2 separate regions of the Danio rerio genome follow, and region 1 is linked to region 2. The links are chromatin contacts, called in public HiChIP or PLAC-seq maps. All regions are on one chromosome and are shown on one strand. Each heading gives the region's core, a stretch centred on a gene start, on an enhancer-like site or on the middle of the called end of the contact. The rest is flanking DNA. Distances are from core to core; before and after follow the strand shown. Region 1 holds the start of pax7b (paired box 7b). Region 2 holds the start of znf362b (zinc finger protein 362b).

Region 1 (6,928 bases), core at 2,493-4,992, 99 kb after region 2:
TTATGTTTATATATGCAGAATGGCTTTATTTACAGAAGTTTGCACAAATTTTCTGACTTTGTAGCATACAGATCTCAACACTTGATGAAGTCATGTGGGTTCAGATTTTTGGTTACATTTATTTTTTACATAATATAGTCAACGAAACTAATTTACTGAGGGAATTTTGAATCTCTTTTATTATAGCTATCCATTGTGCAGAAAATACTGTGAATAGTTAGTTAAACTAAAAACAAAAATCTATATATTTTTGGAAGAATTAAATGTATAATACACATTTAGCCATATATAAAGAAACATTTACTATAGTGAAACTATAGCACCAAAACTAAGTTTAAGGACAAAAAGGAGCCTCTATTGACAACAGACTAATGCATTAGAGAATTATTAGAGAGGATTTCTGTTTTTTTTTAATTATTATTATTTTATCTTTTGAAAATGAGTCAAAATCTTAAAATGTCAATCAGCCAATCAGAATTTAGATCAACTTGCCTTGTTTTTATATACGTGTGCGTGTTTTTGAATTTTCCTTGTGCTTAACAAGGGCGTATTTATTTGATCAAAATGGTAAATACAGCAATTTGGTTACAATATTAGAATTTAAAATAGTTTATTGTAATATTATTACGTCTTTACAGTCACTTTTGATCAGTTTATTGCATAATTGCTGAATATCATAGTACTATTAAGCATTTATACCTTTGTGACCTTTCGGTTTTCTCATGAGTTTCTTCTGTTGGAAACTGTATATATATTCTTTTTCTTTTCGTATTCGTCCTTTAATTAATCAGGGGTCGCCACAGCAGAATAAACCGCCAACTTATTCAGCACGTTTTATGCAGGAATGCCCTTCCAGCCACAACCATCACTGGGAAACACCCATACACTCTCATTCACACACAAACACTACTGACAATTTAGCCTACCCTATTCACCTATATAGTCTGTAATACCTTTAACAAATTATGTTTCACATTTCTGACTATACCTGTAAAGGCTGCATTTGCAGTGATTTGGAATGCCTGTGAGAGACTGATCTACCTTACAGACATTCTTTGCTCTCAGTGATGTATGAGGACAAAATGCCATTACCAAGCCAGTGATTTAACACCCTTAAACGCTTCCAGCTGCAATGTTTTTCTGGCCGATGCTGAAAGTGTCATGTGGAACTCAACCTTAGTCTGCTGGGGTTTGTGTGATCTGTGCACCTGCTCGCTCGCTCTTTCTCTCTCTCTCTTTCTCTTGTTTTCATGCTCCCGATATACAGCATTGCAATTTCACTTTTTTTGATCTTCTTCAATATGGGAAATACTATGATACGATAATAATAATAATAATAATAATAATTTATAACTAATTTAATTCACAATAAAGTGTAAAGTTGCCACATTACACGTCATACAGATTGCAGATATCTCAGCTTGTGTGTGTTATAAAGTCAACAATTTTTGCTTTGACTGTATGTTGGATATAGAGTGAAGGGTTTACATTTTTGATTCTTCATTGCCATCTAGTGGCAAGTCCTAATTTATTTCATTAACATAACGAACACCTGTATGTCGTTTTTTTCATTTGACTAGAAATTGTCACGTTAATCTTCACACGTAGCCTACATATTTGCATACGTTTTTTTGGTTAAGGTTTATCCTTAATGTAAAAGACATGTATAATTTATTTTATAATTAAGCGCCAATATTTGAAATAAATAATCAATGTTATAAATGGGTCTAAATGGTTTCTTTTCATTTACAGTATTACATTAGTTTTCTACTCATTAATGTAATGTTTTATAAATGCAATTTATTTCTATTTTTTAAATTTTCTATTTTATTCAAATTATTCATTTTATTTTAATTTAATTCTAGTAGATTATTATTATTATTTATTTATTTTAATAAAGTTTTGGATTCTGTTCGCATGTAGTAGTAGTAGCCTAATAGTAGTAATATTCATCACCATAATTTTTTATTTATTTATTATGAATTATTACACTCTACTGTCACTCTAATGAAATCGTTTGGTCTAGATCCTATTTATTCTGGGGAAACAAGTCAAAGAAAGGTCCTAAGGAAATAATTTGCTTTTAGTTTTATTGTTGTTTTATGACGTTTAATGGACACACGAGCAACAAAATTGAGGGTAAAAATAATTTGTAGTCTAGGTTTGCATTGTATTGTTATTTTTTAATAATCAATTATTTACTAAAAATCAGTTTTCAATATTGTTGAACGAATTTTAAAATATTGCATTTGCGCATTTCTTTATATTTGTTAAAAAAAACATGTTGGTGGGAGCAATGTGAAAATTGAAATGATGATTGTGTCCAACTCTCCCAGAGTAGCTAAATTTAAATGCATTTTCTTAGCCTTTATAGTCTGATTTGGTGAAGTCTGCTCGAGTTGCCCCAAAAACTCGTGCCACCAGCAGTTGTGCCTTGCTTCACCCCGACGTCTGTTTGAGACCACAAAGGCATTCGAGCTACTGGTCCCTTGGGAAGTGACATGCTTAGTCATGTGGAAGTATATATTAACCAGCAATGCACACAAATTAACGATGCCATTGTTAACAACAAAGCCTAGCTTTCAAGTCATTACTGCCTGTCTGGTCTTAAGTTGGATTCCAGTGTTTGATGTTCGCTGCCAATCATAGTTTTGGCAATAGTTAATCATCTCCCTAATTTATACATAAATGCAGTAGATTGGGATTTAGACAGTCAATCTATGCTGACTGACGATGAATTTGTTATGCATCACCTGAATTGTTTCAGTTTACATTTCATATTTTAGATATATTTTATACTTTAATATTTGGATGTAAATGCAATGCTTATAACGCTTTCATATATATATATATATATATATATATATATATATATATATATATATATATATATATATATATATATATATATATATATATATATATATATATATTAATGAAAAAAATTTAGGGGTGTCTCCTGTTCATCAGCCGAACATTTTTTTGAAATCGCTTTTTTTGCTTTATAATGTTGTTAATTTTGGCATTTAAATAATGTCCAGTAATCATTTAATTGAGGTTTTTGGTTATTCGCTACACCAATTCTGTAAACATGCCATATTTATTCGTTTTGTAAAACTAACGAACTTGCTTTGGTTTTTCTATTAGACATTTGGTTAAATGTTTAAGAAATTGTTAAAGTAGATCATTGCGCTACTTAAGCAATTCCCGGTTTAAAAAGTCCTACTGGGAACATTGAGCTTATCTGTATTTTAAAATTCTATGCGGTTGTATAACATAAGAATTAATTAGCACAAACACAAAATGTGTTTTAATCGACCGACTGGTGCAAGAACCTCTGCGCCTTCTTTTGTTCCTCAAACATCTATTTGAGTTTCACAATTGTGTTTAATGGAATACAAGGCCAATGCTGTAGTTGTACACTAAGAGGCTATGAACAAAACACATGTATCTATAGATTCTTATATGACAAAATAGAATTAAATGATATAATTATATAAAGAAGTGCAGTTTGATAGCGTGTATTACTTTTAGGCCTTGCTATCTAAATAGAAATCGATCAATCAAACGTTGGCATTGTTTTGTGCTCAAAGGTCTGATGGAGTGAATAAAAAGCAAGGCACTCCGCGTGTGCGTGCGTGTTGGTCTTACCCTCTGCTTTTTGTGATTGGTCGAAAAAAAACTTGCTCGTTCCCCTCCATGCCCACATGAATAAAAGAAGACTGCGAGAGCCTATCGGTGCGCACGACACCCCTCCTACACCGCGCGCTAAAGTTATCCACTTCAACTACTCCCAACCCCTAAGCAGACTTTGTCAACCAAAACTATCAGACCTTTTAAGAAAACACTGCAAAGAATTAAGTAACCTTTGTTCACTCGAGAGCGTTTGGAGTACCCCCTCCCTGGCGCGCGCTGCATCTTGTTCTTGCGGTAGTTATTTTGCTCATGACCCCCTCCGCACGAAACGACAGTTTATCTGTGTTTGATTTTTTGGAGGTTTCACATCCCCGCAATAGTCTGGCTGGATAACATTTTTAAATTTTTTCTGTTTTTGGTGAAGATTGGACTTCTGTTCATTTTTAGTCATTAAGGAAACATTCATCAACAAGTCTGGACTTGCTTTCTCAGTTTAAACATCAGCCTCATTGTGCCTCGTCATTTATTCAAGTAGAATGTCATCCTTACCGGGAACAGTACCGCGAATGATGCGACCGGCTCCAGGACAGAACTATCCCCGCACCGGATTCCCCTTGGAAGGTTGGTTGGACGGGTGTAGGGTGATTTTTATTTTTTTTTGTTATAAGTCATTTATTGTTGTAAATTATGGCAGCTCTAAAAAACATTTTAACACTACACGATTTTAACAGGCCTGTTTTAAGAAAAGTTGATTTAAGCAGAAGTCCAAAATTGAGTTTTCGCGTCGGAAAGCTTGAAATATATAGGCCTACTTGTGTCGATTTTTTGTGGCTTTATTGCATTTTATGTTTTGTTCAGAAAGCTTGCGCATATTCCTTGCATGCGAAAAAAAAACTTTTTACAAGGCCATTAGGTTAGTATTTAAGTGGGTCAAATAAAACGTCCAAACACTAAGCCTGCCTGTCAGTGTAGGATTTGTTGAAATGATCTAGTGGTGAAGTGAATCCAGAATGCACAAAGGATAATAGCATACTAATATTTATACAACAGCACTGCGGATAATGAAGTAGGACGCATCCAGGCCGAGAGGTCCACTGAAGAAATTATTTTCATTTCTATTTAACAGAATTCTCTGGTTAATTTAGTTCATTTATTGACAGGAAGAATAATTATTTTATCTCACTTCGCATGAGAATGTTGAACGACAAAAGCTTAAAGTTTGATGTAAATCATACTTTTTTTTGTTTTAAACTATATTATTTTGTTTTAAATAAAAATATCCCATTATTATTTTATTGCATTTTGTAACAAAGCAGGTTTATGATTCCATTTAATTGTATTTAATTGTTTTCCTATTTGTCATACCAATTAAATACGATATATTTTAAAATATTTTTTATTAATCCTACATTTAAATAGTAGGCCTAATTGTTATTTATGAGTGTAAAATTTAAGTCTGAAATTTAATGCAAGCATTGGTCAAAGTTAGATTTAATTCCCATTTTTCTACTGCAGTTTCAACTCCTTTGGGCCAAGGTCGAGTGAATCAGCTTGGCGGTGTATTCATCAATGGCAGGCCTTTGCCAAATCATATCCGCCACAAAATTGTTGAAATGGCTCACCACGGCATCCGTCCCTGCGTGATCTCAAGACAGCTTCGCGTTTCCCATGGCTGCGTGTCCAAAATCCTCTGCCGGTATCAAGAAACTGGCTCAATCCGTCCTGGAGCAATAGGAGGAAGTAAACCTAGAGTAAGTGTTTTGTTGTTGTTGTTGTTAATTTTACTAGCTTATTACATTCTGTAATTTGTAGTCTTTTATAATAGTTTTAATGGGAAGTTCATTCTACTATTTGAAGGAAATTAAACTATTAACAAAAGTACATAAATATAAAATTGGTGCTAACTTTTGTTTTTTCTGTCTTCTCCCCCCCTCGCCCATATTTGTTTTCTGTTTCCCTATATCTTCGTATTTTTTAAATCAAACACAAAAGCAGGTGGCAACACCTGACGTGGAAAAACGAATTGAGGAATACAAGCGCGAAAATCCCGGCATGTTTAGTTGGGAGATCCGAGACAAACTGTTGAAGGACGGGGTGTGTGACAGAAGTACAGTTCCCTCAGGTGAGGCCTCATCTGGTAAGCAGCCCCTTTTTTATCATGTCCACATCACATGTCAGATCTGGAGTTAAATTTCGGTCACGATCATTTTGTACACAATTAAGGAAACTTGATTGAAAATAAAATGACCTTAATAAATATTATTTTTATTATTTACTAATAATTATATAAAAAACCTATTTGGGCTATATTAATTACAAACATACATAGGTGATGTATTTATTTTGCATGTATATGTTATGTTTTTGAATATTAGCTATTATTTTATTTTGTTCATTGTATTTCCTTTTTATTATCCCATCAGTAAGTTCTATCAGCCGGGTTCTTCGTGCGCGTTTCGGCAAAAAAGACGACGAGGATGATTGTGACAAAAAAGATGACACTGGAGAGAAAAAAACGAAACACAGTATTGACGGCATTCTGGGAGACAAAGGTAGGCTAAATTATTTTTACAATTTATTCTGATTGGATGGGGTGAAAAGTCAAATAGCTACTTGAGTAAATAATTATTGCGCACCACTTTATGTAGTATCTGTTAAGTCTTTAAATTGGCACCATAAATTGGTGTGTGCTTTTTGTGTCTGTGCTCAGCATCTATCGCATGCGATTTCTCTGCTTGTTCAACTGTCATTTAGGCATTTGATTTAATGTGTATTTATATTGGCTCTGACGGATGGTATTTAGGCTTTGATCTATTTGTACAACAGATTCATTTGACGCTGAGTAAACGGTCCCTTGAAAACGGTAACTGACAGATGACCGATGTGGCAATCAATATCAATTACAGACCATAAGTTCAAGATTGCCCGATGGTTCTCGCGATAATTTGGCACGCTTATTCGCACGTTAACAGACCATTCCATCTGGCAAGGAGTAACAGTATATGTATTTATTTAGGTCATTTCGATTTTTTTTTCGATTTTATCTATGTTTACAGCCTACATAAATTTACCTTATTTGTGTCCAGAATGTGTAAGGCCTATATTTCGAAAGATAATTGTACACCAAAAGACAACTATCGAATAGTTTGTGTAGTTTAAGCAATAGTCTACTACAAAACGTTTTATGACAGTCTTTTTCCACTTGAAGATGAACTTCAAATCTCGGCTTCAGTGAAGCTCTTTTGGAGCGAGGAATCTGCTACAAAGCAAAGCGTAAAAGCAAGGCTTCGAA
Region 2 (7,209 bases), core at 3,131-5,630:
TAACAATGTCAGAGACACACAACCTGCAAATTCCTTGGAGATGGTTATAAATATACAAGCGTTGCACACACAAAAATAGTACTATATAAACACGAGCATATTGACAACACAAAAAAAGTGCAACAGTATAACAACTATATCATTTTTATAGTCATTTTTTAGTTTGTTTAATTTAATATTAACCTCAGAGACCGGTGGACACAATGTTTTCAAGTCTATTATTGATTTAATTTTGGAGACCACCACTCAGAGATTATTCTAGATGTTCAGCTTTGGTCTGTATTTTTTTAATGTATTTGATCGCCATAAATGTGTCAGAAAGTTTAACCTGGTGCCTTAAAATCAATCTGCAGCAGGTGACGCTATTACTGTGTTGTTAATCTAACGTAAACACACCAATCCTATGAAAAAAATATTAATTTGAAGGCTGATGGCTTTACATTTGCATGTTGTTGTTTTTTACTATAAAAAATTACTATTTGTATCTTCTTTGGGTTATGGTTAAAACGTGGTAATTAATTCTAATAGTTTATTAAAATTTTTTCCACTTTTTTATCCAATATAGTGCAGCCCTACTTTTGGCAGCGTTTCTCAAGATGACTCTGTATGGATTCTAGGGGTGTGAATCTACACTGGTCTCATGATTCGGTTTGATTACGATTATCATGCCATCGATTTGGTTCAATTTGATATCTCGATCCATCAAGGTGCACTGACGATGCTTTCCATACATAATTAGATTTTTTTCTTCACAGGAATAATTTTTTTTAAATCTATTAATATATTAACATATAAATATTTATATATTATTTGTAATACAATTTTGTTTTTTAATACAGCAGTAAGACATATGAACTGTACCTTTAATTTTACCTGTTCAAAGAAAACACTCTTTTTGAATGTTTTAGAAAAAAACTCCAATACATTCGCAGAAGACAGCATGAGCATTTATAGCAAATAAACTAATGTAAAAATTATCCCGCTTCCATTATGAGCACTGACTTACACCCCTATAATTCGTCATTGTCTTCACCTGCTCAACAGAAAGGGCTGCGATTGGCTTTAGAAATGAAAGCGCTGTTCACTGATGAATGACGAGGGAAGATCAGACGCGGTTAGTCTATATGCGCATAATATGCGGTTATCACAGGTAATCTGTAATAGACACAGTGGAGAAAACTTGTACCACAGGCACGCTCATGTCTGGATCCACAAGTATCGTTTTAACAGCCAAGAGGAGAGGAAAAGTTACCACACAAACAGGCCAGCGCAACGGGTCAAATGTCTAAAGTGAGAGAAAGAGGCAGAGATGGATTTTTACAGCATCTCACCCTAGTAGTGAACTAGCGTCTCGTGTGCTGTGCCTTCTTCAGTGTCAACAAAAGACTTTCCAGCAAACTCACAAGCAGTTGAATTGTGCATAATTATCTACCTTTTAAGTAGTAGGAGCTTTTTATTTACTCGCCCTACGTATAGTACACTACGTACGTACTAACCGGTTATGATCTATTACTGAACTGATATCGAATTGTCCCATTTGCATCGCGGTGCACAGAAGAAACAATTAATTTTGACACCCCTAATGGATTCCACTATTAAACACAAAATATTATAAAAATGTAATTAAATAAAACATAAGTAGAATTAATGTTAGATAAAATGAATCCAGCAAAAGCATATATAATCTCTTAGCACCATTTGTGCTTACGTTCTAGTTTTATCACTTATTTAAAAATAAAAGAAGAAAAGTTGTGAAGGTAATGGATGCAGAATTTATGTGCAGGACCTGACAGCTGTGGTCAGTGTATTTTGGAGGGTTGTTGCTAGATCAGATATGACTGCGGCAGGAAATTAACGAGAATTATTTTTATTATTTATTAAGTTTCCTACTAATTGTATGTTATTAACGTTTACCCCCTAGGTAGAGTCTAGTTAGGGTACGTGGATGACCTGAAGTGCGATATGCAGATCAATATAGCAGCATTTTGACACTCTTAACAATAACACATTTTTTGCATTACTGTTACGGTTTAGGGTTAGAGTAGGGCTAGACATTAGGGCTGTGTGATTTGGGGAAAATATCTTATTGCAATTTTTTTTTTTTTTTTTTACATATTGCGAGTAAAATTTTGATTTATGATTTCATTTTTTTTAGCTCAATAATCCTTAAGCGTGGCAACAATTCTGCAAAAGCTCTTTAAAATTACCTGTTTTTGTTCAGTGTTTGTGACTTTCAAATCTAAAATATAAATATATTAATTTGTCTATTAATGTTTCTGGAGCAGCATTATCCCACTTGTCTGCGCATTCCTGTTTGTTTTATTTTATTATTGTGGGCGTTTTGCCTAGTTTGGTTACACAACTCTGATTGGGCAAAGCGAAAGTGTGGTCACTTAACTGGCTAGTACAATTGTCACACACAGACTGCAGTCGTGCATTTGCTCTGGGTGGGGGAAATTAAATTATATATATGTATGTATATGTGTGTGTGTGTATATATATATATATATACACACATCATGTCATATTGCAGCCTCTTGCGATAAATAATCGCAACGTTTCAAATTACGATTGCGATCTGATTTCAATTAATCACACAGCCAAGTAGGCGTTGAAAAATACAATTTATTGGGCACTTTAATAAATAGCATAAATAATGTTCGGTAAAACTACTGTTTTTATGTTACTGTGATGGTTGGGGTACAATAATATACAATAAATGGAAAATTTAATAAATAATATAAATCATTTTCGTTAACTTCTGACCACAACCATATCTGATCTAGCAACAACCTACCTAGCCCTACCCCCAACCGTCACAGTAATGTAAAAACAGTTGTTGTACCGAGTTTTATGTTATTTATTAATTTACCCAATAAATTGTTTTTTATAAATGCCAACCCCTACCCTAACTTTAACCATCACAGTATACAGTACTGAAACAGTGTTAAAATGTTAAACGGAAATGACTTTATTTATTAAAATTCCCATTAGTTGTATTTTATTAACAGCTACACCTACCCCAACCATAAACCCAACCGTCACGTAAAAACAAATGTTGTCGAGTTTTATTTATGTTATTTAAATTACCCAATGCATTTTATTTTATTAACGCCTACCCCAACCCTAAACCCAACCGTCAGAGTTCTGTAAAAATATGAATTATTGTTAAACAGTGTTACAAGCATTATGATATACTGATGTGCATATCTGGAGATGTTGCAAAACTTTGCAATATCTATAGAAAGTGACTGAGTTGTAAAATGAAAATAAATATAACTTAAACAATCTCCCAAAAGGTAAATAAAGACTTTCTAAAAAATATCCAAACAGTACAATGAAACATTTTCATCAACAGTTTTAAAATTTCAGTTAATTTGCCCAATTTCTGACTTTGGTGGTTACCATGATGATCACATTTTATTTTTGTCTGCCAACAAATGAGTCATCATCAGCCCATGTGAAGTGTGAGAATTTGTAATATTTGCCGTATCACTGTCTCGAGTTTAATAAGCTAATAACAGTTTTTCAGACATTTTATGGTGATTTCAATAGCTTATGATGAAAATGTCTGAATTCTGAAAGAATCCAAAAGTCCCCTTTTTTCTTTAAAGAAAAAGAGCATAACAGTAAGATCTAAAGTAGCAATTCTGACGCATCAGTGGAGAAAAACAACTGTCAGAAAACTTTAGCAACATCGTTATCTCTCAATCTGCTGGTCAACCAGAGCCTCCGACTCATTCCTGCACAGTTTCACCAAAAACATTTCAGACAAAAGAAAAAAACAAAAATGGCAGCCTGTTATATTTTCATAAGGACGCCATATTCTGCAGAGCCCGAAAAATTCACACTCTAATCGGTCCGTTTTTTCAAGGAGAGACCGATCGATCAGACGAGATGTTTGCGGTAATATGGTTGTGTGTGTGTTTGTTTATGAAGAATAGCACCTTTGAATTGCCCGGCCCCCCTTGAAAAAAAGCTGACACTTCCGACAATCATGCCGTGCAAAATGTCTTACAATTGGCGAAAGGCTGCGCACGGCTGTGCAGATTTACAACATCTGCCGCCCCGATCGCTTAATAACAGCGCTATAACGCATGCACGTTTCCATCATAAGCACATGCATGTAAAAATGCACTGACATGCAGCAATTTCCAATGTTATATTTCGCTTTGTGCAACCTGTGGTAGATCAAAGGCGATAAATCGCGCCCGTCAAACTGTTATCTGTCGTACAAAACAGAAAACGTGCAAGACATCTCAGTGTGAGGAAAAAGGAAAAAAACGACACGAGAGCACAAACCTGTTATATCGATGTCAGGGTATTTTTCCTCGCAGAAGAGTCTTTTATAAAGCAGAGAAGAGGCTGGATGTTCTCTATGTGCCTCCAGACAGCACAGCTTCCGGGTCAGGCTGTTCACTTCTGGGTGCCGTTCACCAAAAATCCCTCATTTTTAGCTGCTGCAAATGATGCTTTTTTGTCTCACGCGGATTCAGTCATCACTTCTAGGTCGAAGGAATCGGTCGCACGTCATCTGTTTGCATTATCTAAAACGTGTTTCTCTTTATAAGACATTTACAGACAACATAATTGAGACTTTCCAAAAATGATGATACAGCAATCAGATTTAGATTATTTTACTGAACAGAGATTTCGTGTGGAGGCAATTTTCTCTCCGAATATTTACAAATAAGCAGCACACTGACTGAATGTGAAATATGACAAGTAGAAAAACTGACTATCCTCATCTAACATTTTTTTTTTCAACAGGCTTATATAGTTATTACTAGGCTATAAAACCATGTCTATAATTTTAATTCATTGAGCAAGATAACCTACAGGGTGGGCCATTTATATGGATACACCTTAATAAAATGGGAATGGTTGGTGATATTAACGTCCTGTTTGTGGCACATTAGTACAGTATATGAAAGAGGGCTTGTAAATAACTCATGAAAGAATGAAGTTACATTTAGAACCAAGTGCACCATTGTTTTTCTTGTGAAATTCCCAAAAAGTTTATTAAGGTGTGTCCATATAATTGGCCATCCTGTAGATTAAAGGGATGCTTTACCCAAAATTAATTTTTACTCACTATTATCTCTCCTTCAGGTGGTTACATATGGGGCATTCTACCACAAATGTGCATTTTCATTTGTAAAAAAATGTGAAAGGGCTTGACTTCAGCTTGTCCTCCTCAAAAAAACATACAAAAACAAGCATAAAATCATACAATTCAATGATAGAACGTATCCTTGACCCCTGTCAGCTTCTCCTCCATCAAATTATATTACTTCTGAGTAGCCTTATTGCAAGTATTTTATGTTAAATTTAATTCAAATGTGACAAGACTGACAGAAACATGAAACACGACAATTGTAAAAATTGTATATATATATATATATATATATATATATATATATATATATATATATATATATATATATATATATATATATATATATATATATATACACATTAGTAGTATTTATTTGTAGAATGTATTTATAATTTCAAGCTTATAATCAACTGATGTGAATAATAACTTAAACTTGCTATTTCTGAATAAGTTTTTAGCATTACAAAACTATTAAAGCTGTTGGTTTAATTGGGCTGAGGACAAGGACAATAATTTGTAAATTGTAAAGTGTTTTTAATAAAGAACAAAAATCTGAGAAGCAAATGAATGACATATTCCTTTACAGAACAACTGGCAGAAATCAACCATCAGTACATTTTAAACATTTTTGGGATGCAACATTTCTTATTCACTGTATTTATGTTTTTATTTCAGGGACAGATAGTGTATGTTTCTGACATAATGTTCCACACCTTTATGATTTCCTTTGTTCTATTGAGTTCAAAAGAAGATATTTTGATAAATGTTTGAAACCTGTTACAACTGTTACTACTGACTTTCTTATTGAAAAAAAAAAAACAAATATGGAAGTCGATTGTTGCAGGTTTTCAGATTTAAAAAAAATATAATTTCCGTGTTCAACAGCAGAAATAAACTTGAGGTTTGGAAAAACTAAAGGCTGAGTAAATGATGAAAGAATTATCCCTTAAAATTGTGATGTTGGTTAAAGTTTTTTTTTTCAAAGTAATATATTACAATCTTTATAATAAGCAAAAATAACAGAACGCATACAGTTGAAGTCAGAATAGCTCCCCTGAATTATTAGCCCCCCTGTTTACACCCCCCCCCCCTCATTTCTGTTTAATGGAGAGGTTTTTTTAAACACATTTCTAAACATAATCGTTTTAATAACTCATTTCTAGTAACTCATTTATTTTATCTTTGCCATGATGACATTTGCCAGGTTAATTAGGGTAACTAGGGCAGGCAAGGCTAATTAGGCAAGTCATGTATGATGATGCAGATCATGAGGTTCCCAAACTTTAACCCCCGGCCTCCAAAATAACAATCCCAGTGACTCACGGCCCCGACTATCCTGCATAAATATACAAATGTTGCATGTAGTCTCATTCTCAGTGTAATTTTGGAGACCATCCTCTATGTTCAGTCATGGCCTGTATTTATATTTAATGTATGTGAGTGCCATAAAGGTATCAGAAAGTTTAACCTGCTGCCATAAAATCAATTTTCTGCATCTGACATTATTGTCTGTGTCTTTAATAAAATGTAATCACCCCAGGAGTCAGAATCCAATGAACTATGACTAAACTATTAACTACTATTTGTTCTGTAGCTTATGAATAAAATATGGTAATTCCTACTTCCTAATTCAAATATTTTATTAAAATGAATTTGATTTTTGGAAACCACCAAGCGACCCCCACTCATTGTACCGCGAGCCCTACTTTAGCAACAACTGCCGTAGACAATCAAAAGCAAATTTTGTTTAAGAGAACTAATAATACTGACCTTAAATGGCTTTTTAAAATTTAAAACTTCTTTCATTCTAGCCAAAATAAAACAAATAGGACTTTCTCTAGAGAAAAATATTATCACATACTGTAAAAATGTCCTTGCTCTGTTAAACAGCATTTGGGAAATATTTAAAAAAGAAAAAAATATTAAAGTGGTGCTAATAATTCTGACTTCAGCTGTACCTTCACATTACTTTCCTTAAAATTAAACTAAGTAACACGTTTAGTTACTATTTTCAATAAAAGCAGCAAGATTGTAATAGATTACTTTCAAAAGTAACTTACTCAACACTGATTAGTTGTACATTGTAACGG

Evidence for each region. HiChIP or PLAC-seq counts read pairs in DNA pulled down with a chosen protein or histone mark.
Region 1: an H3K4me3 HiChIP or PLAC-seq map of embryo shows a contact between it and region 2, with 2.0 times the contacts expected there. The contact joins the promoter of pax7b here to the promoter of znf362b in region 2.

Annotation. Positions count from the first base shown.
Region 1 is chr23:23,764,703-23,771,630 of GRCz12tu, forward strand. pax7b (paired box 7b) reads left to right here and starts at 3,743. Exons shown (of 9, transcript NM_001146149.2): 1 at 3,743-4,257; 2 at 5,152-5,387; 3 at 5,629-5,773; 4 at 6,060-6,188. The coding sequence starts at 4,173. LOC141380486 (a long non-coding RNA gene) reads right to left here. Exons shown (of 7, transcript XR_012398481.1): 6 at 5,259-5,358.
Region 2 is chr23:23,665,192-23,672,400 of GRCz12tu, forward strand. znf362b (zinc finger protein 362b) reads right to left here and starts at 4,381. Exons shown (of 9, transcript NM_001089548.2): 1 at 4,303-4,381.